2 separate regions of the Zea mays genome follow, and region 1 is linked to region 2. Evidence: chromatin contacts called from public Hi-C data. All regions are on one chromosome and are shown on one strand. Each heading gives the region's core, a stretch centred on a gene start, on an enhancer-like site or on the middle of the called end of the contact. The rest is flanking DNA. Distances are from core to core; before and after follow the strand shown.

Region 1 (4,448 bases), core at 1,517-4,016, 200 kb before region 2:
GACCTGAGGAGTGCTACTCATACCACCTAACCAACTCGGCTAGTGGCCATTTCGCCATTGTGTCTATAAGACATGTTGAGACTTGAGATACTCAACTTTCATGAAGAAGTCGGCAAATTAATATCAAATAATTGACAAATAAACTAAACAGAATATTATGCAGTTGAATTGGTTGTTGAAATTGTGAAACTGCAATCTATATTGGGTTTGCTTTTTCAAAAATATCTAAATGAACTTGCAGAATAATTCAATTCACATTTTAAAAATCTAGATAATGGTTTGCAGATTAAGGACTGACAAGCATGCAAAATAGGGGTGTGGGGATAGATAAGAATGTGTACAAGAGAGGTCCTTCACCTTGTGGGAAATGTTGTCAAGGGTTTAAGCCTGATAAACATGCACTATAATGTCCTACAGTTAGAAAACCAGACCAAGTGATCTGCAGCTGCAGGTTCGGAATTCTATATCCTGTCAGTTATCCACATCTGAATCTACAGTAGTCTAGAAAATTTTTCCATCTCAAATCAACAATAACTCGTCTAAAATTTGGATAGAGGCAGAGTGAAGTTATGAGAATCCAATTCTCAAGAATCAAGATAGAGAAAGAAGCCTGTGTAGCCAACTTCCGTATCAGATTATGACTTTCTGAAGCTGAAACTAGGTTATGGAGCTCATTAGACCAATAAGATGCTCCAGAATATAATACAAAAATGATTTGATGTCACAGCAGTTACGTTTCACATATTTAGTCTACTTATTATGTTTGATGCCCTTGAACACAGAAGTAATGTGTAGTTTATCTTAAGCATGCATCGTTAATGAAAAATAAAGTAAACAAGGCTGAAATCCTTTAGGGCTTGTTCGGTTAGAAGGGAATTGAGGGGCTCAATCCCCTTCTAACCAAACAAGCCCTTAGGAACCTGAGTATTGCAAAGAAGTAATGATATGGCTAGGAAACAGAGAAAGATTTCCCTAGTTCACTTGGCAGTAGAAGTAGAACTTTTAAGTTTTAAGCCTGTTATAGAATTCATTAGTATGGACTCGGTGTCTAGGAAACCCGTTTCGAACTTATTCCCTCCATTCCAAATTGTAAGACATTTTGACTTTTCTAGATACATAGTTTTTGCTATGCACTTAGATATACATCATGTCTATATACGTAGTAACAGCAATGTATCTAGAAAAGCCAGAGCGTCTAACAATTTGGAACGGAGGTGGTAACAATTTAAAGGGAAAATTACTTAATAATGTCATCATGTTTCCAGTGACTGCGATAAAAAATCTTATACTGAAATTAGTAATTCTGTACTGCTGTAGAGTTCAGCTAAAGGAATAGGAACTCACACTTGAGTTATTTGTCTACTCTCATGATTTCCTCTCAATATTGTGATTCTGTCTCTATAACGTACTTTTAGAGCCACCAATAAGGACACAGTCTCCACTGAGTAGTAGCCACGGTCTGCAGAAAAACCCATAGTCAACTCAACTGTGGTATGGAAACAAATAAAACTATCGAAAGCAGTAGAAAGTTTAGATATGAAGACGGTAAGCTTCCCCAGTACCTTGACAAGTTAACTGGAAAAGGTAACATTTCCTGAAGCACGTCTAATATTGCACAGCACTAGGACGCAGCACATCAAAAATTGCAGGAAAGTTTAATTGGACAGCGTCCTGTTTGTGTGTATGCCCATATGCTAGGCCCATAGAAATAGCACATGTAACAAGCGTGTTTTGCAGGCAAGGCTCTTATAAGTTCATCTATAGCTTTTCAAGAATGCTTTACGTGTACAATCAATGTGAGCAATAGTGTAGTGTACAATCAGTAGACCATCCATATATATGCCATAAAATTTAAAAAGGTTCACGTTTTCAATTTCTTATATACAATAACTACAAACATTCAATAATTGCTAGTCTGCAGAAGTTTTTAAGTCACTTATCATAAAGCAACAAATTTATCATGTAATAACGCCAGAAAGAATCTTTGTGATCCATAAAGCAACAGTGAGGAAGCCATAATCAGCTTAAACAGTCCATTTAGCATAATCAGCTTGAACAATCCGTTTAGCATCAATAACCCCGTCCACTGAGCCATAATCAGCTTGAGCGCCTCAGTTCACAAGCACGATCTATTGAAACCAATACTCCTAGCTAATAACAGTCTCCAGAGAAACAGATCGAACCACCATGCAAATCAACAGATCGACCGGAACCAAGAACGAGTCGGGAGGGGCTAGGATAGGCGGGAGGGGCTAGGATACGTAGTCGGGAGGGACTGACCGACGTAGTCGCCCATAAAGAGGTAGTTGGTGTCGGGCGCGTCGCCACCGATGCGAAAGAGCTCGATGAGGTCGTAGAACTGGCCGTGGATGTCGCCGCAGACAGTGACGGGGCAGCGCACGGGCTGCACGTTCCACTCCTCCATGAGGATCGCCTTGGCCTGCTCGCATAGCGTTTTGACCTCCGCCTCAGGCAGGAACTTGCAATCCCGCAGCTGCGAGATCTGGCGGTCCAGATCCGCGTGCGATGGCATCGCTGCTGCCGCTGCCGCTGCGCTCTCCCTCAAACCTCCCCTTTCCTTCCCCCTTACCTAGTTCCCTCCGCCGCAGCCCCAACCAGAACAGCCTAGGAGGAGGAGGAGCGCGGGACCCAGCAAAGCCGCCGGCGGAGAGGGGCGCCGGGGCGCGGGGGATTGGACGGGATCGAAGAGGACGGAGGTGGAGGCGAGGAGGTGCTAGTGCCTATGCCTCCATCATTCCCTCTCGCTTCGCGATCTTTTGTTCGTGGATGGGGGGAGCTTTTCTTTAAATTTTTTGTTTTCCTCGCTGTCTTGGTATTTGTTTTCGATTTGGCTTTGGGCTTTTCTTTTTGGTGATTTAGTCCTTGGTTATAGTAGTTTTATGTGTTGTTTTATGAAATAAAGGCAAACCTCCTTACCAGGTAGAGAGTTATGCGTTTGATTACGGGTCAGCTAGGATAGGAACGTTTTCTAGTGTCCTCTCTCGTCCCTCTAATTTTAAGGGACAACAGAGGACAACATTAGGATAGTCATGTCCCAACCCTCGACTTAGAACCAAACAACCTAATTTGAGGAATCGTCTCATCCCATTCTGTTCTATCATTGTAACCAAATGTACCCATAGAGATCTCCAGAAAGACCTATATGTTACAAAAAAAATTAGGATAAACTAGCGAAAAACAAAGTCTAAGGGAAATTAGTTCATTTTCCCATGAAAAAAATAGAAATCTCTTAGGAAAATGAGGTTCCCAAACTAGCCCTAACAGGTGACCAAAACTTCCTCAAAAACTTTGGGACTACGAATTCATCTCCACACATATTTTTATAAACTATGGCATGCCCAAACTCCAATAAAAATCATTTCCCACATGTGATTCATTTTCCACCGGTTCTTTTTATTCCACATGCGAGGGGGGCGAAAAGAGTGCATTTGCACTAGGGCAACAAAGTCGTGACCAACAGTGGAGACAGTGACTTGAAGGGCGGGTGTGGCGGCAGCGGCAGCAGCGTGAAGGGTGGCTACGGTAGCGACATGAAAAAGACAGTGACGGTGGTGGCTTGAAGGGCTACATCGGCGACAACGTGAAGGGCACGGTTATGGGGTCGTGAAGGTCGGCTGTGGTGGCGGCGTATATGAGGGTTGTGGCAGGGGCATGAAGGGTGGCGGCGGCAGATGGAAGGGCTGTGGCGGCGACGTGTAGATTAGATGCGTTGGCGGATTGAAGGTATGTTCATGTAGTAAAGAACTTGTTCTCCTAGAAATTGCCCTCCCTTCTCTATTGGCTTTTAGGAAACGTGAATTAAAAAACATTTCAAAGCCCAATTCTCCCTTCTTTGTAGCGGCATGAAGAGCAGCAATGCAACCACCATGGTCAAGTACTCCTGTCTGGTAGGGGCAAGAAAGAGTTGCTTGCGCGAGGTTTCAACAACGTGTTGTGGCTAGAAGGGGGCAGCAAAATCAACGGCTTGGGGCGAGGACAACTTGCAATGGAGTAGTGGAGGCACAAATTTTCAGAGGTCCATCGACGACGGACTCGACCTCCTCGGTGATCTACTGATCTATAAGATGTTGGGCAGTGTCGTTCGTCGATTGAAGACGTTGTTGGCATTGGTTTCGATTCCCTGTTGGCAGTTCCCTACTCATCTAACGAAAACCCATATGTTGATTTGGAACAATCTACAAGTGGCAACCTATTTGTTAGTGGTATGTGAATCAAATGCTTATAAATGGAATTTTGTGTGACCATTTTGGTTCATTGTAAGTTTAAATATAGCAAGCAAATAGGTCATGCATTTGTAGGTAGGGGTGGTAATGGGCTCTAAATTTTACATTATAGAATTTAAGGATCGAATCAGATTATGATCGGGCTCTATTTCTATTAATATTTGAACTATAACTAATTAGAGCTACACTCATAGTGGAGTGAGA
Region 2 (4,412 bases), core at 1,398-3,897:
TACTTTTTGTCCAACGACTCTAGAGGCTATTTATACCCCTCCAGCCGGCCAAATGAAGTGTGTGGAGCACAAGAAATATATCCCAAGCATAGAGGCACATTTGCAAGAGCTCCAACACACAAATGCATAAGAGATTCATCTAGTGATTAGTATAGGTGCTTTGCAAGGTGCTTAGGCTAGTTAGACCGCTATTGCGCTTGCTCTATTGTAATGCTAGTTAGTTGAGTGAGGTAAGAAAAACCCACCACAACCCTCAGCTCTTGCACGAGCGTTGTAAAATTGTACTAAGTGGGGCGAGAGTCTTGCAAGACCGTGACAACCAAGTTTGTGTCACGACTGCCACCGTGTACCTGAGGGAACGAGGCCCGCGTCATTTCAGCCGGAAGCTCGATAAAGAAGAAGACGGAGAGCGTCCAAGAGAAAGCTGGAAGCAAAGCACCACTTGTGTGTGGAGAAGGCACATGGCTCTCTATGGAGTTACTCATCCATGGTGCTTGGCCCTCGCGTGGGCTACCCTTTGCATAGGGACACCAACGAGGATTAGTAGGGACCTTGCGTGGTTCTGGATACCTCAGTAAAAATACCAGTGTCGTCCATAAGAGTTTGCTATTCTCTACTTCCTCTTTATCTTTCGCATTTACTTTAAGTCCTTAAGTTTCAATATCTCAATTCTAGTTAGATTATTTATGATTGGAACTTAGGTTGCAAAACTCTTTTGCGGTAGAGATAGCAACACATAGACAAAACCTAACTTGCTTATTTGCATAGGTCTTGTTAAAGTGATTATTTTGTGGCCTAGTTTAGAAAGAAGTTTTAGAAGTCCTAATTCACCACCTCTTAGGCGTCACAGTTTCCTACATATTCCCTAATTTTCTCCATTGCGCTGGGTGGCAGACCAACAGACCCTAGGTTGCAGGGCTCATTTGGGCATGCATTATTATGTCGACATTCCTGTCGTGCCCAATCGAGAACGTTGACCGAGCTGTGATCATATGGTGCACTGTGGTTTAAATATGTATGTGGAGGAACGTACTGCTGTTGTGGTGTGTAATAAATTGGTGTATGATGTTCGATAGTAGGCGGTGCGTATGTGTATCCGTATCTGGACTTTCTGGCTCAGGTGACCGGACGGTCTGACGCTAAGTCGGACTATCTGATGGTAAATCTGGATTGTCCTGTTGTGTTCGCTGTCACAGGGGTGCTACGTGGTGGTCGTGCATCCCCGTATTGTATGGTAGGAAAAGTCAGACGGTCCGCGTAGGAGCTTGTAACACCACAAAATCTTATTTTGGGGGATTTTCTTTTCAAAAAGTTATTAGATTAAGGTGGGTTATAATAGGGAGGTTCTTTCAAAATTCTTCTTCTAGAATAATTGTTTGGTAATGTTAAAATCCTCAGTTTCAAATTTATATTCAAATATTTAGTCTAAAATATAAAACTCCAAAAAAAGAAATAATTTCCAACTCATTTTTATGGATTATTTCCCTCATGAGCCATATAATTAGAAACACTCCTTAATAATATTCAAACCTAAGATAACTTTTAACAAAGATATACATTACCTTTTCATTAATAAATATTGCATTTCGAATTTAAACTACATAATCAAAATAATGACTCTTTTAAAATGAATAATGTACATGTTTGGATTGTTTACTTAAATGGTTAAAGGAACAATTAATAGATAAAATACATAATTATGCATCTCATTCTGTGTTTTTGTATTGTTGCATTTGTATCTCAGATTTGAATTTGAAGAATAAATTTAGAACTTAAATTTGGAATTGAAATCAGAAAAAAAAGGAAAAAAAAGGACAAACTGTGTCTGGGTCGGACATCCTCCTCTCGGCCCAGCCTACCTATTCCCTCTTTACCTTCACCTGCTCGGCCCAACACCACCGTGCGGCCCACTCCCCATTTCTTCCTCTCACCCGCGCCAGCCCACCATGAAATACTCCCCTGTACATTGGCAAGCAGGGCCCACACTCCAGCCTCACACTACCCCCATGTGCGCTTTGTTCTTCTGGCGCGTGACCCACTGGTCAGTTCTATCTTCCCGCCGAGCAATGACTGGTGGGGCCCCTACGCTAGAACCATCCCCTCCGCTGCGAGGAAGTCACAACGGATTCGACGCACCGCCGCTGGGTATCTCGGTTCGACGCAACTACCGCGCGCATCGGCCGTGGCTCAGGCTTATAAATTCGTGGGCTCCGCCTCGCTTGCAAACTTCATTGTGGGAGGAAACCATCAGCTAGCAACGGAACCAGGGGACCGTCGCTGAGGAGGAAGAAAGGATTGCCGTCGCCGTCGAACACGGGATGTGTCGGGGTCATGGGCATGCCGTGGTTGGAGCTTCATAGTGGAACAAGGAGGGAGCCTTGGATTGCATGAATCCCTTGTCGGTGCTCCGGTAACGATGCGCAGTCACCCCGCCCCACATGGCTGGGTGCCCCTGCTTCGTGAGCTTCGGTAAGAACCCTTCCTGGAAGTTCACGGAATCATCCGCTACACCTAGCACGCGTCGAATCAGTGGACTATGCACTAGACCACTGGCCGACCTTCACCGCGTGCTCTGCCACCGTGGAGCAGGGAGCGCCGCCTAACTCCGGTGTTGGGAGGTGAGAGATGTGCGCTGGACGTCGTATATGGATCTAACGGCGGAGATGAAGTCGTGACGTATCCCTTCGCACCATCTGATCTGGGCCACGGATTCGTGATCGGGCGAACGGGATCGATTTGGGTTGTTTTAAATCTGGACCATAGGCTGCCAATCAGACGGTGTCCGGTGTGTACCACTTCGGTGATGGCTGAATGTAATCTGGGTCGTCCGAGTGAAATGAATCGGCCAGGATATGTTGCTGATTGTAGCTCGATGGTTTGTGCCAGAAGCACGAGAGAGAGAGTCGGGCGATTTCTACAGGTTTGGGCCGCTTTGAGAGGCGTAATACCCTACTTCGTGGAGTGGCTTTGTATGTGTGGTGTGTTTACAAGTGGTGTTTCCGGAATGGAGAGGTGCTAAAATGAGATGAAAATGATGAGGTTCCCCCTAGGCCTTATATACACGACTGTGGGACACTCCCTACGCACACGTTGATCACACTCTTCCAGCTTATCTCCTAGCAAATAGTGAACTGACTTTGCTTATCTTAAGGAAAACTCGATGGCTTTGTCCCGTTCTATCTCCGGTGTTTGAGGGCGTCTGGCGTGGGAAAGACGGACGACTCCCTTAAGATTACGCCTGATCCACAGACGATCCGAGCACGAGCCCATCACCTTCTTGGATCGGCCCATTTCAACTGTAGTCTTTGCCCGACCCACGATGAGACGACCTTGCGGGGTGACTGGTTTGTGGCCCCACGCAAGGGTTTTGCCTTCTAGTGGGCCCGGGGGATATATGTCCCCCACAAGCCCCCAATCTTTGAGTTTATTTTGAAATAATTGACTCAAAGGTTCCTGGTCCTGTCTATGGGTTCGTAGCATGACTTCATCTTTTGTACTGCTGTTGGGTGCACCGAAGGTGCACCCACTAGGTGTAGCCCCCGAGCTTTGAGTGGATTTTAGAAGTAATCCATTCAGAGGTCTTCATCTTTTTGCTTTTGAAATCAGCATTTGGCTTTAGAGCATTGTGAATCTGTTGGGTGCACCAAAGGTGCACCCATTCGGTGTAGCCCCCGAGTTTTGAGTGGATTTTAGAAGTAATCCATTCAAAGGTGTTCATCCTTTTGCTTTTGAAATCAGCATTTGGCTTCAAGCCATTATGAATCTGTTAGGTGCACCGAAGGTGCACCCAATGGGTGTAGCCCCCGAGCTTTGAGTGGATTTTAGAAGTAATCCATTCAAAGGTCTTCATCTTGTGACGTTTTTAAAATAATTTTCAGAATAGCCAGGTGATGCCATCTGTCCATGTCTTGTTAGGTCTGGAATCAATTTCATCGGTAACAAGTTGGACATCTGGCTAGTTGAAACAGAGGACCCTCGGCTGGACACCACTCAGCCATGTACTTTAATGCTTCTATTGATTGGACTTGCGCTTCAGTAACCACATTTGGACTTCCTCCTGTTTTAGTCGATCTTCTCTTTTTGTCACGGTATGCGTATATTTTGCAGGTATCATCACTTCAGAAAATCTTGAAGTTTTCGGGCGATATACCCAATGGGTGTGCCCAAAGGGTGCCTGCTCCGCGAAAGGCGTTTATCGCGTTCTCCTGAACTAGTAATTTGATGTGACAGCGGTGTGTAATCATTTGCCTGAGCAGTTGACTTGAGTCCAACCGGTGTCATGTTACATGTAACGACGCCAGTTGCCTGGCTCATTTTAAGGCGGCTTGAATTGCTTATTGAATTCTTGCGACTATTCGGTGAGCGGGGTAGGAAGTGGACGGTCACTCCTGGCCTCTTTAAATAGCCTACTT

What was found. A called contact is a pair of places that touch in the nucleus more often than the background predicts.
Region 1: a Hi-C map of leaf shows a contact between it and region 2, with 4 times the contacts expected there. The contact joins the promoter of LOC100272765 here to the enhancer-like site in region 2. A contact is called at or near these places in 3 of 25 Hi-C or Micro-C datasets (ear, leaf and tassel).

What each region holds. Positions count from the first base shown.
Region 1 is chr9:86,832,928-86,837,375 of Zm-B73-REFERENCE-NAM-5.0, reverse strand. LOC100272765 (putative serine/threonine protein phosphatase superfamily protein) reads right to left here and starts at 2,766. Exons shown (of 6, transcript NM_001147218.1): 1 at 2,281-2,766; 2 at 1,345-1,459. The coding sequence starts at 2,533.
Region 2 is chr9:86,629,511-86,633,922 of Zm-B73-REFERENCE-NAM-5.0, reverse strand. No RefSeq gene overlaps it. Among protein-coding and RNA genes, the nearest start is that of LOC103638625, 100 kb to the right of the region's middle. Within about 2 kb of position 2,647, at least 18 of the 20 cell types and tissues checked have an H3K27ac peak or open chromatin away from gene starts, as enhancers often do. A contact at or near this core is called in ear, leaf and tassel, where this site is marked.